Linked DNA regions of Pan troglodytes: region 2 is linked to region 1. The links are chromatin contacts, called in public HiChIP or PLAC-seq maps. All regions are on one chromosome and are shown on one strand. Each heading gives the region's core, a stretch centred on a gene start, on an enhancer-like site or on the middle of the called end of the contact. The rest is flanking DNA. Distances are from core to core; before and after follow the strand shown. Region 1 holds the start of DENND5B (DENN domain containing 5B). Region 2 holds the start of SINHCAF (SIN3-HDAC complex associated factor).

Region 1 (5,747 bases), core at 2,723-5,222:
ATGAGGAGAATGGACTCTCCAAAATATTTAAGTTGTGTTAAGGAGAGGAGAGGTTATTTTTCTCTTTTGATGCTACGACAATCCTTGTCAACACCGTTCTTCACCACCACACTCCAGCCACATATAAACAACCAAGAAAGAAGGGATTGATTGCTAATGTAACTATTTAGAGCCCAAAACATTCATTGGACCACATTTTACTGGTAGTCAGAGTCACCATGTGCCACCAGCTTAGCAGTGCTATCAATCTCTCATTCCTCCACTTCCACAGACCGTGGCAGGACTCAGCTATCCCAAGCATGCCATGCCGTCCATTTGAGGCTTTACCAGTAAGTCCTTTGGAGACAGCAGATCATTGCTCAGATTTTTGTTCACTGAGCTAATTTACTTCTCTGTCATTATTTCAGAGGACAATCTGCATATAATGATACATAGCTAATTCTTGAGTATCCTTTCAACTTTGTTTCATTGTAGCTTAATGCAGAATATACTTACACAGTGTCATCCTGAAGTGATAATTAAAAAAGTATACGGATATTTTCAAATTAGTGTTTAATTTTGTAATGTGTGACTATTTTCCTAAAAGCTTTAGGAAAGATTTTAGGAATTCTATTTTTATGAGATTAGTATATTTTAATTGCATGCATTGTTTGTTGGGTGATTCAATTTTTTTCACCTTAAAAATATTAATGTGGGGCTTACAAACTCATAAATCAGTTACTGGTCAAATTTTTTAAAAAAATGACGTGCCTTGGCTAGTGCAAACACTAAATCAGTTTTTTTACTGTGTTTGTTTGATTCACTTGGAATCTAACAAACATTCTGTAAGAAGTTACCACCGAAGATAGGAGAAACAGATACCTGGCACTTCCTTCCTTACTAATGAAATGTTATGCATTTCAGTACTTTCTACGTGAGGAAAAGCAATATTGCATAAGAGTAATTAAAGTGTTCACAATTAGGTTCATACTCTGGTTTCTCTTCAGATCGTATACGTCTTTTGTCTTTTACTAAAGATTTCCGTGGAAGGGAACAATTCTGAGATTTTGACTAAGTTTTGTTTTGTTTTGTTTGAGACGGAGTTTTGCTCTGTTGCCCAGGCTGGAGTGCAGTGGTGCGATCTTGGCTCACTGCAACCTCTGCCTCTTGGGTTCAAGCCATTCTTCTGTCTCAGCCCCCCAAGTAGTTGGGACTACAGGCACTCACCACCATGCCAGGCTAATTTTTGTATTTTTAATAGAGACAGGGTTTCACCACGTTGGCCAGTCTGGTCTTGAACTCCTGACCTCAGGTGATCTGCCCCCTTCGGCCTCCCAAAGTGCTGGGATTACAGGCGTGAGCCACCGTACCTGGCCTGACCAAGTTTTGAGGTCTTGCGTATGTGGAGCTTATTTTTATTTATTTTTTAATCTTTATTTTATTATTATTTTTTGAGACAGAGTCTCACTCTGTCACCTGGAGTGCAGTGGCATGATCTTGGCTCACTGCAACCTCTGCCTCCCGGGTTCAAGTGATTCTCGTGCCTCAGCCTCCCAAGTAGCTGGGATTACAGGTGTGCACCACCACACCTGGCTAATTTTTGTATTTTTAGTACAGACGGGGCTTCACCATGTGGATCAGGCTGGTCTCGAACTCCCGACCTCATGTGATCCACCTGCCTCGGCCTCCCAAAGTGCTCGGATTACAGGTGTGAGCCACCATGCCTGGCCCAGGACTTATTTTTTAAAAAATGTTACAGATATTAAAGTTTGTATATTTTTCTAGTAGAATCAACAACCTGTTATCACCTAGATAACCACTCTTCTTTCAACACTCAAATATAAATTGAGGGGCTAAAAAGGACCAGAGTTCTGCTAGATACCAGAAAAGTGAAGAACCAGAGTCCAACTCTTGCTCTGTGGAGTTTACAACACAGCTAAGAAGACACAGAAAAGCCATTACAAGTGTTTTTGAAGAAGTACAGGGTGCAACATGACCTAAAGGTCAATTACCCAGACTGTGGCTCACCCTGATTTCTTGATTCTTCTTGTATTTTCTTTTCTTTTCTTATTTTTTTTGAGACAGTCTTACTCTGTTGCCCAGGCTGGAGTGCAGTGGCGCGATCTCAGCTCACTCTAATCTCCACCTCCCAGGTTCAAGTGATTCTCCTGCCTCAGCCTCCCGAGTAGCTGGGACCACACATGCGTGCCACCACACTGGCTAATTTTTTGTATTTTTAGTAGAGACAGGGCTTCACCATGTTGGCCAAGATGGTCTCGGTCTCCTGACCTCGTGATCCGCCCGCCTTGGCCTCCCAAAGTGCTGGGATTACAGACATGAGCCACTGCACCCGGCCAATTCTTATATTTTCTTATATTTTACTAATTATTATTTTATTGATTTTTTTTTTTTTTTTTAGTAGGGACGGAGTTTCACCATGTTGGCCAGGCTTGTCTCAAACTCCTGACCTCAAGTGAGCCTCTCGCCTTGGCCTCCGAAAGTGCTGGGATTACAGGCTTGAGCCACTGCACCCGGCCTCATTTTATTTTTATAGAGACAGGGTCTCTCACTATTTTGCCCAGGTTGGTCTTGAATTCCTGGACTCAAATGCTCCTCCTGCCTTGGCCTCTCAAAGTGCTGGGATTACAGGCCTGAGCCACCATGGCCAGCCTCTTTCATTTCAAAATTGAAGAAAGAAAGTGAAGATACAAGCTACATTAAATGATGGTATGCATGCACATATATCTTCTAGGAAGAACATTATTCAGTCAAATAATCGAGGTTCTCTCAGGCAACCTCTCTGGAAGGTTTGCTTGTATGTCTAGTGGTAGATACCCCAAATCCCCAAAGAAGAAAGCAGGGAGTGGTGTGGAAGGGGTTGCCATGTGGAGATGAATTGGATTCAGTTTTCTATCTTTTAAGTTTTATTTTTACTTACATGGCCGGGCACAGTGGCTTATGCCTGTAATCCTAGCACATTGGGGGGCCAAGGCGGGAGGATCACTTGAGCCCAGGAGTTTGACAGCAGCCTGGTCAATATAGTGAGACCCCGTCTCTTAAAAAATTATTTTTTAAATAAATAAATGTTATTTTTTTACTTCGATGGAGACAGAGTCTCCCTCTATTGCCCAGGCTGGTCTTGAACTCCTGGTCTCATGTGATCTTCCTACCTGGGCTTCCCAAAGTGTTGAGTAAATTACAGGCGTGAGCCACTGAGCCCAGCCAGTTTTCTTTCAAAGGAAAAAGAACTGGTTGTCGAGTTCCTTCCGAAAAGGCAAAAGACAGAGCTGAGCAGGGCAAGAAAGCCGTGCCTTTGGGAGGAGCAGAGTTCATGGTCTAATTCCTGTTGCTTTAGCCTCCGATTGTTACTTGCGGGGAAAGCCGATAACATCGGATGGGTACAGGGCTGCGGAACTGGAGCGCCTTGGCTATTTACACTGACCTGGAAAATGTCAGGATAAGTGACAGAAGGCGGGGGTTGGTGACTGCACTCCTTCTAGAAGTCTCAACGCTTTGTGGGTATTGAGTTGTGTTTTTTCCCCCTCACGGTTGACTTGTCACTAAGTCACTAAGGATGGCCCGTAAATGGGGTGACGGCTGGGGGAAGGGAGGACCTTAAAGTGAGACAGGCACCCCCACACAGGTCACAGTTTAAAAGACGATGGTTCAGACCGTTATGCGAAATGATCTCAGAGCGGCTGTTCACCTTCCCCAAAGCTGCATTAAAAGAAATAAGGATGGGTGACAACCCCTTTAGAAGACAGACCCCCACACTGAGGCTAGCCCTCTTATCGGCTGGCCAGGGCGAGGAGGGGTGTGTGCAGGGTCGCCCTCGATGCCGCAGCCGGGGCCAGTGGGCACGAATGCGGCCCCACGCCAGGCTTGGCCTCCGAGCCCGCTAGGCGCGCGCGCACGGTAGAAGCGCGCGCCTCCGTCCATCGCGAGCGCGCCCCCCACCCCTCTCCGTCGCACGCGCCGAGCCCCGGCGCCCCTGCCCGCCCCGCGCTCCCACAGCCCGAGCGCCGCTCAGCTGACCCGCGGGCGCCAGACGCGGCGGCTCTCAGCTCGCAAGCGCAGCTGCGGCGGCGAGGGCCTCTCAGGCCGACACTCCCCCCGCGCCCCTCCCCCACCCGGCCGGGCTCCGGACCCGCCGTGCGCGAGCCCGCGGCCGCTTCCCCCGCGCCGAGCGAGGAGGCAGGCTGCGGCGGCGAGAGGTGGCTGCGCGGCCATGGGCGCGCCAGTGTCGCCCTAGACCACACTGGCTGTGCACAGACCACAGCCGGAGCGGTGGTGGCAGCCTCCGCAGAAAGCCTTCCCGGGCGGCGGCGGCGGCCCCTGGAGCAGCGCGGCCGGGATGAGCGGGAGCTGCGCGGCGCCCGGCCCGGGCTCGGGCTCCTCCCCGGCCGCCTGCCGCTTCGCGCACTACTTCGTGCTGTGCGGGATCGACGCGGACAGCGGGCTGGAGCCTGACGAGCTGGCGGGTAAGGCCAGGGCTGCGGCGGCGCTGAGTCCCCTCAGGGGCGCGGGGGACGCTGTGGGGAAGCGCGGGAGGCGGGGTGCGGGCTCCAGACAAAGTCAGCTCCCGGTGGCGCCCTCCCGCCGCTTTCTGGCCGAACTGGCGCTCGGGCGCGATTTAATGACATTGTTATTTATTCCGCGTGCGGGCTTTGCGGCTGCGCCCACCGGGGCTTTCGCCCCCAGGCGCTGGGTTATTAATAACAGGCGCGGGGGTGGCCCCAAGGGCACGGTCCCCGCCTGGCGCGCCGGCCCCTTCGCCTGCAGCCGCACTCGGAGGCGGCCAGTGACTCACCGGGCGCGCGGGCTGCCCCCCGACCGCCGTGCCTGCCTCCCACCCGCCAGCCACCCGGCCCCGGCCGCGAAGTTTCGGCCCCGCACGTGACGCGGCTTTCGGGCCTCTTCGGGAGAGGGGGAGTCGGACTCAGCTCGGCTCCCGCCGGGGTAGCGTCCGCGGAGGAGCCGGTGGCCGTGCGGAGCGAGCGCGGGGCGGGGGCCGGTCGGACTCTGCCCTCTGCGCCGCCTGCCGCTCTGCGGTGCCGGCCAAGTCACCTTTTGGAATCCCGTGGATTTGGCCGCGTCTGGGAGCTGGCAGGGACCTTTGGACGCTCGGGACCCAGCACCGCGCTTTGTTGACACTGCCTACACTGTTCCCGAGTTTAAATTCAGTTGGGTGCACCGTGTGTTAGTGCCTGGTTTTCCCGGAGGGGTACCGGTCTTTCCGCTTGACTCATTTGATGGCGCAGTGCGGGGCTGTGCTGGGCAAACGACGCCGTTAAAAGGGGCCGTTAAAGGGCGATGGAGGGGGCAGGGCAGCGGAGTGCGCAGTGTCGAGAGGAGGCCGGGGAGAAACAACTGATTTCATTTTTCACGCCTGTTCCTTTCTGCTTGCCTCCACGGGATCTGAATCTTGATTTGTTGTTAAATGGGTGAGAGAAGTGACATCTACCGCCTGAACTTTGTGTCAGTGTTAAAGACTTAGGTCATAGCCTTTCAGAACAACTTCCTTTGGACAAATAATTCCTTATTGATTGCACTAACGTAAATTTTTCGCTTTTCCTTTGGTGGGGGTGGGGAGACTGGGAAGAATATATTAAATAATAAACAATAGTAAACAGAACTGTTCAGCCTTAAAATACAGTCCCCATCAACCCACGTCTTGGCTATCTTTTTCTTAACTCGGCTTCAGAGCAAAACATTTTCTTTTTTTCATATTCTTCGGAGGTAGAAACACAAAACATTTTCAACAAAAA
Region 2 (5,479 bases), core at 2,736-5,235, 270 kb after region 1:
CTTCGGAATGCACTTGGTTGTTCAAAAATAGCAGGTGGTTGCTTTTAAAAAAAAGACTATGGAATTCAGATTTTTCTTTAAGAATTTTGTTTATTGCAATAGGATTATCAAAGAAAAATTAAAAAGTAATAAAAAATTAAAAAAAAAGAATTTTGTAGCTACCCTTCCTAAAAAACTTACCCAGATTACTTCTTGACCTATACTTTGAGAGCAGAGGAAGTCTGGCTACATTAACTCAGTAGCTCTGCAACTTCTAGGTACTTTTTTACCTGAACAGTGTATCCTAAGTACTGTAATTCCTGCATTGCTTGCACATTTGAGTTTATTGTTCCATCCCTGTATTACAATAATTTTTTTTTTTTTTTTGAGACGGAATCTTGCCCTGTTACCCAGGCTGGAGTGCAGTGGCGCGATCTCAGCTCACTGCAACCTCTGCCTCCCGGATTCAAGCAATTCTCCTGCCTCAGCCTCCCAAGTAGCTGGGATTACAGGCATGTGCCACCATGCCCGGCTAATTTTTTTGTATTTTTAGTAGAGACGAGGTTTCACCATATTGGCCAGGCTGGTCTCGAACTCCTGACCTTGTGATCCACCCACCTCGACCTCCCAAAGTGCTGGGATTACAGGCAGGAGCCACCGCGTCCGGCCACAATAAATATTCTTTACATAAACTTTCAAGAGAAAAAGCATTCAAGGTACATGTGTGTGTGTGTACATACTTACATATATGTATATATATACTCCTGTAAACCATAATTGGAGTTTAAAAAGTATTATTATGGTATTTACAATTTTCTTTCTTTTCTTTTCTTTTTTTTTTTTTGAGATGGAGTCTCGCTCTGTCACCCAGGTTGGAGTGCAGTGGTGTGATTTCAGCTCACTGCAACCTCTGCCTCCTGGGTTCAAGCGATTCTCCTGCCTCAGCCTCCCAAGTAGCTAGGACTACAGGCGTGCACCACCACGCCCGGCTGATTTTTTGTATTTTTAGTAGAGGTGGGGTTTCACCATGCTGTCCAGACTGGTCTCAAACTCCTGACCTTGTGATCCACCCACCTCATCCTCCCAAAGTGCTGGGATTACAGGCATAAGCCACCACGCCTGGCCAGTATTTGCAGTTTTCATACCTTCAGAGGCATATAATAATTTGAAATTATTTTTGGAAGATCTGTCATAAGCCAAATAAATATTTGAGACAAACCAGGACAACTGTTAAAATTCTCTTTAGAAAGAAGGCAGAAATTTATGATTAGGGTCCAATTTGCCACCAGTGGAACACAGAAACAGCTATTAAGCTTATTCATTTTTATTGTCATAAGGACAGGGATGGCATATCAACCAATGTGACCACTATAACTTCCAAACTCATTTTAGGTCAAATGCAAAAATTGTAAACTAAAGTTTTGATTAGCGATAAACCTATAAGAACCTTGAAAATGTCCATTAATTTTTTAAAATTATATTTATATATTTATTATTATTATTATTATTATTTTGAGACAGAGTTTAGCTCTTGTTTCCCAGGCTGGAGTGCAATGGCTTGATCTCGGCTCACCACAACCTCCGTCTCCTGGATTCAAGGGATTCTCCTGCCTCAGCCTCCCAAGTAGCTAGGATTACAGGCATGTGCCACCACGCCCGGCTAATTTTGCATTTTTGGTAGAGACGGGGTTTCTCCATGTTGGTCAGGCTGCTCTCAAACTCCCTACCTCAGGTAATTCACCCACATTGGCCTCCCAAAGTGCTGCGATTACAGGCATGAGGCACTTCGCCTGGCCATTATTATTATTTTTTGAGACAAGAGTTTCACTCGGTCACCCAGGCTGGAGTGCAGTAGTGCGATTTCGGCTCACTGCAACCTCAGCCTCCCAGATTGAAGTGATTCTTGTGCCTTAGCCTCCCAAGTAGCTGGAATTACAGGTCTGTGCGAAAATGCCCAGCTAATTTATATATTTATTATATATGTATATATATATATATATATATATATATATATATTTTTTTTTTTTTGAGACGGAGTCTTGCTCTGTTGTCCAGGCTGGAGTGCAGTGGCGTGATCTTGGCTCACTGCAACCTCCGCCTCTCGGGTTCAGGCAATTCTCCTGCCTCAGCCTCCTGAGTAGCTAGGATTACAAGCATGTGCCACCACACCTCAGCCTCTCGAGTAGCAGGGATTACAGGTGAGTGCCACCATGCCCCACTAATTTTTGTATTTTTAGTAGAGACAGAGTTTCACTATGTTGGCCAGGCTGGTCTTGAACTCCTGACCTCAGGTGATCCACTTGCCTTGGCTTCCCAAAGTGCTGGGATTACAGGTGTGAGCCACCATGCCCGGCTAATTTTTATATTTTTAGCAGAGGCAGGGTTTCACCATGTTGGCCAGGCTGGTCTCGAACTCCTGACCTCATGTGATCTGCCTGCCTTGGCCTCCCAAAGTGCTAGGATTACAGGTGTGAGGCGCTGCGCCCAACCGTTTATTACATTAAAAAAAAATTTTCCTAGCCAACTAATGCATGCAAGATGTCAGTATATATTATCTGATGTGCACTGTGTCAGGCACTGGAATACAAAGATGGGTAAGAAAGGCATAAAATCCTTGTCTTTAAGGAGCTCATATTTTAATGAGAGGTGTCCTTTTTCTTTCTGTTTTTTTTTTTGTTGTTGTTGTTGTTGTTTTTGAGACAGTCTTGCTCTGTCGCCCAGACTGGGGTGCAATGGCGCAATCTCTGCTCACTGCAGCCTCCGCCTCCCAGGTTCAAGCGATTCTCCTGCCTCAGGCTCCCGAATAGCTGGGATTACAGGTGCCCACCACCACGCCAGGCTATCTTTTCAGGTATTTATAATATAGTTTTCATATACAGTTACAGGAATAGTATATTACAGAACCTAAAGAAAAATAAAGAAGTATTAGTTGAGGAGTTCAGAAGTGGGTTTATACTGCATGTACTAGGAATTGCCTGTTGAATTAAATTAACATTTCAGAAGTAACTATTTAAATCTGTATTGTTGACACTGTAGTGAAAGCAGCGAAACGTGTCAGCAGATGATTAAGTTTTATGGTTGATTTTCACACTTTTGTAGCTTGGGACCAATATCAAGTTTCTGGGAAAAACATCCTTCCTCTCTCCCCACCCTCTATCATTAACCCCGGGTTTCTGCCTGTTGGTGTTAAGTGTGTCCTTGGGACAAAGGCGAATCAGTCATTCGGTTTTCATTTTCCTCTTATCAATCTGAGAAGAGTTACTTCAGTTTTTTTCTTCCGGAGTCTAGAAAGCGCTTAGATTGTTGAATTATTACATATTCTGCATTGAAAAGTCTGTACGTCACTCGTTATTTTTTCCATTCCCAAGACCACCAGTTACTGGAATTATTTCTGGGTGAGTGGAACACCCTTTACAAGCTGCTAGAGGAGGTATGCCTGTCCCTAGGTTATTGGCTTTCCATTGCCTAGTCTTTTAAAGAAAGCGGCACTGTTCCCACGGAAATTAACAATCATTCAATTCGGAGAGACTTGAAATCTTAAGGCCGAAGTGGAGGAAAAAACTGGATTGTTATGGGTTAGGTTACTATTTGAGAAGGGCAAGCGGGAGTTAGCGAATGGATAGGGTGTTAAAATGGGACTTTATTAAACGACTCATTACAACTGCACGAAAACTAATCCTTTGCTGGCCCCAGAGGATTTTTTTTTTACAAGCTTCAAAAACCTAACTTCAAACAAAATTTAGGAAACGTGGGATTAGTATAAATTCAGTCTGGGTGCTTACAAGACCACCTCCTCTGTCACCGACAGTGGGGACAGGTGTGAGAATTTTGCAAAAGCAGCTTTCAGAACAATTTTTCAGCTCTCAATGGTGTCCCTAACAACTTCGGGGGCGAAAAACACGCCAAGCAGCGCAGCCCTCCCCTCAGTTGCTAACCTTTCCCTTTCCCACCTCGCCACTCCCTCTCCGCCGCGGCCTGCAGCCGGGGGTTGGGGGGGCGTTTGTTTATGTGACGTCCGCCGTAGTAAGCAGTCCCCGCCCCCGTTTCCCTCTGGCCGCCGCGTTTCCCGCGCCGCGGAGCTTCTCCCCTTAAAAGGACAATAGAGGCCTCGGGAGCGCGCGCGGTCGCCGGGACTTCTCCCCCTCCCAGCCCGCGACGTGCGCGCGCCCGTATGCAAATAAGTTCGATTCAAGAGAATTTTGTGCCGGGAGCCGCGCGTGCGCAGAGGGAAAGCGGAATCTACACCTTCCCGGCCAGCGGTAGCAACTGCAGAACTGCAGGAGACAATCTTTCTAGACAAGGCAGTTGAGGAGGAGGGAGCGCTTGAGGGGGACTGGCCTGGCGTGCACTCCGCACCTCGGGGACATTATTGCGCGTGGAACGGCTGCTTTTGGAAGGTGAGTGACTCTCACCATGCTTCTAGTGCAAAACTGTCTCACGAGGCTTTGATTTCAGAGTGTTTTTTTTTTTCTCTTTTCACCTCCACCCACCTCCCCCCGTCCTTCCACTTACACACAGGAAGTTTTGTCTTGGAGGTGGCATTGTTGGGAGCGCTGTTTTCGTGATCTTCAGACCCCAGATTCTTTGGTACGCTCGTGTTTAGTGTGTATTTATTAATTGGGGAGGGTATTTGAGGCAAACCGAAAGTCTCGGGGCGGGGAAGTGAGTGGAGCCTGGGCATAATTGAGGAGTCGCCGGAGTTGAGGGATCCACGTTGAAGGTGACAATGACTTTTCTCCGCCGCAGTGTTCTCTCGCGGAAAGGAGCCCGGCGGCCGAAAGGCCCGAGAGGAAAGCGACTCGTTGGCCACCGCGCAGCGGCCGGGGTCGGTGCGTCCGCGTGGGCGCGAGGCGCGGGCAGGGTCGGGCGCCGTTGTGAAACCTCGTGGTTTAGTTGACTGCAGCCCCCGGACTAGGGTGGACAATAAACGCCATTCGCTCGGAAACTAAGTTGCCATCCGCTTCCGAGTTGGCGGCCGAGGGTCTTTAAATCGGCCTTTGGGGGTCAGTGCTGGGCTCTGCCGGAGCGCACGCGGCGTGGCGTTGTTTGCTCAACTCCGGTGGGATGCGGATGCGACAATGAGAGCAACACGCGGTCGCTTAAAAACAGCCCGTCTTCCACTCGCCTGCCCTCTTCGGACCGCGCCCAAGAGCCTCTGGTGTCCGGGGTGCTTTCGGAGCCCGAAGTTTTGCTCCCGGTGCGTTCACCTGTAGCGTAGGTGTGGGCGACACCGCGAGGGCTTCCCGTTTATGGGCGGCCGTCCGCGCTGTAAGATGGCCAGGGAAGCCAACTTGGCTGGAGATGGAGGCGGCGGCGTTCTCTACGCCGCGGGAGTCAGTGAACTCCGCAGGGCACTGCTTTTTGTGCTCTACGTGACAGACCACGTGCTTCGGGCTGCGACCCTGGTCCTTGTCCGAATGTCCAGCCAGCCCCGCGTGAGCCGTGGGATGCGGCCGCCGTCGGGCAGGTCCGGCCGGCAGGACAATGTGGTTTGCTGATG

The links. HiChIP or PLAC-seq counts read pairs in DNA pulled down with a chosen protein or histone mark.
Region 2: an H3K4me3 HiChIP or PLAC-seq map of stem cell-derived excitatory neurons shows a contact between it and region 1, with 5 times the contacts expected there. The contact joins the promoter of SINHCAF here to the promoter of DENND5B in region 1. A contact is called at or near these places in 1 of 7 Hi-C or Micro-C datasets (stem cell-derived neural progenitor cells) and 1 of 1 datasets of contacts at active chromatin or transcription factors (stem cell-derived excitatory neurons).

Annotation. Positions count from the first base shown.
Region 1 is chr10:63,909,639-63,915,385 of NHGRI_mPanTro3-v2.0_pri, forward strand. DENND5B (DENN domain containing 5B) reads left to right here and starts at 3,973. Exons shown (of 21, transcript XM_001138331.7): 1 at 3,973-4,460. The coding sequence starts at 4,334. It overlaps LOC107967545 (a long non-coding RNA gene), which reads right to left and starts at 3,908. Exons shown (of 3, transcript XR_010148328.1): 1 at 3,422-3,908. LOC112205203 (U5 spliceosomal RNA) reads left to right here and starts at 967; the gene lies at 967-1,080.
Region 2 is chr10:64,175,304-64,180,782 of NHGRI_mPanTro3-v2.0_pri, forward strand. It overlaps SINHCAF (SIN3-HDAC complex associated factor), which reads left to right and starts at 3,986. Exons shown (of 6, transcript XM_063786760.1): 1 at 3,986-4,376. LOC129136648 (a long non-coding RNA gene) reads left to right here. Exons shown (of 2, transcript XR_008538485.2): 2 at 2,683-2,786. It also overlaps the pseudogene LOC134807572.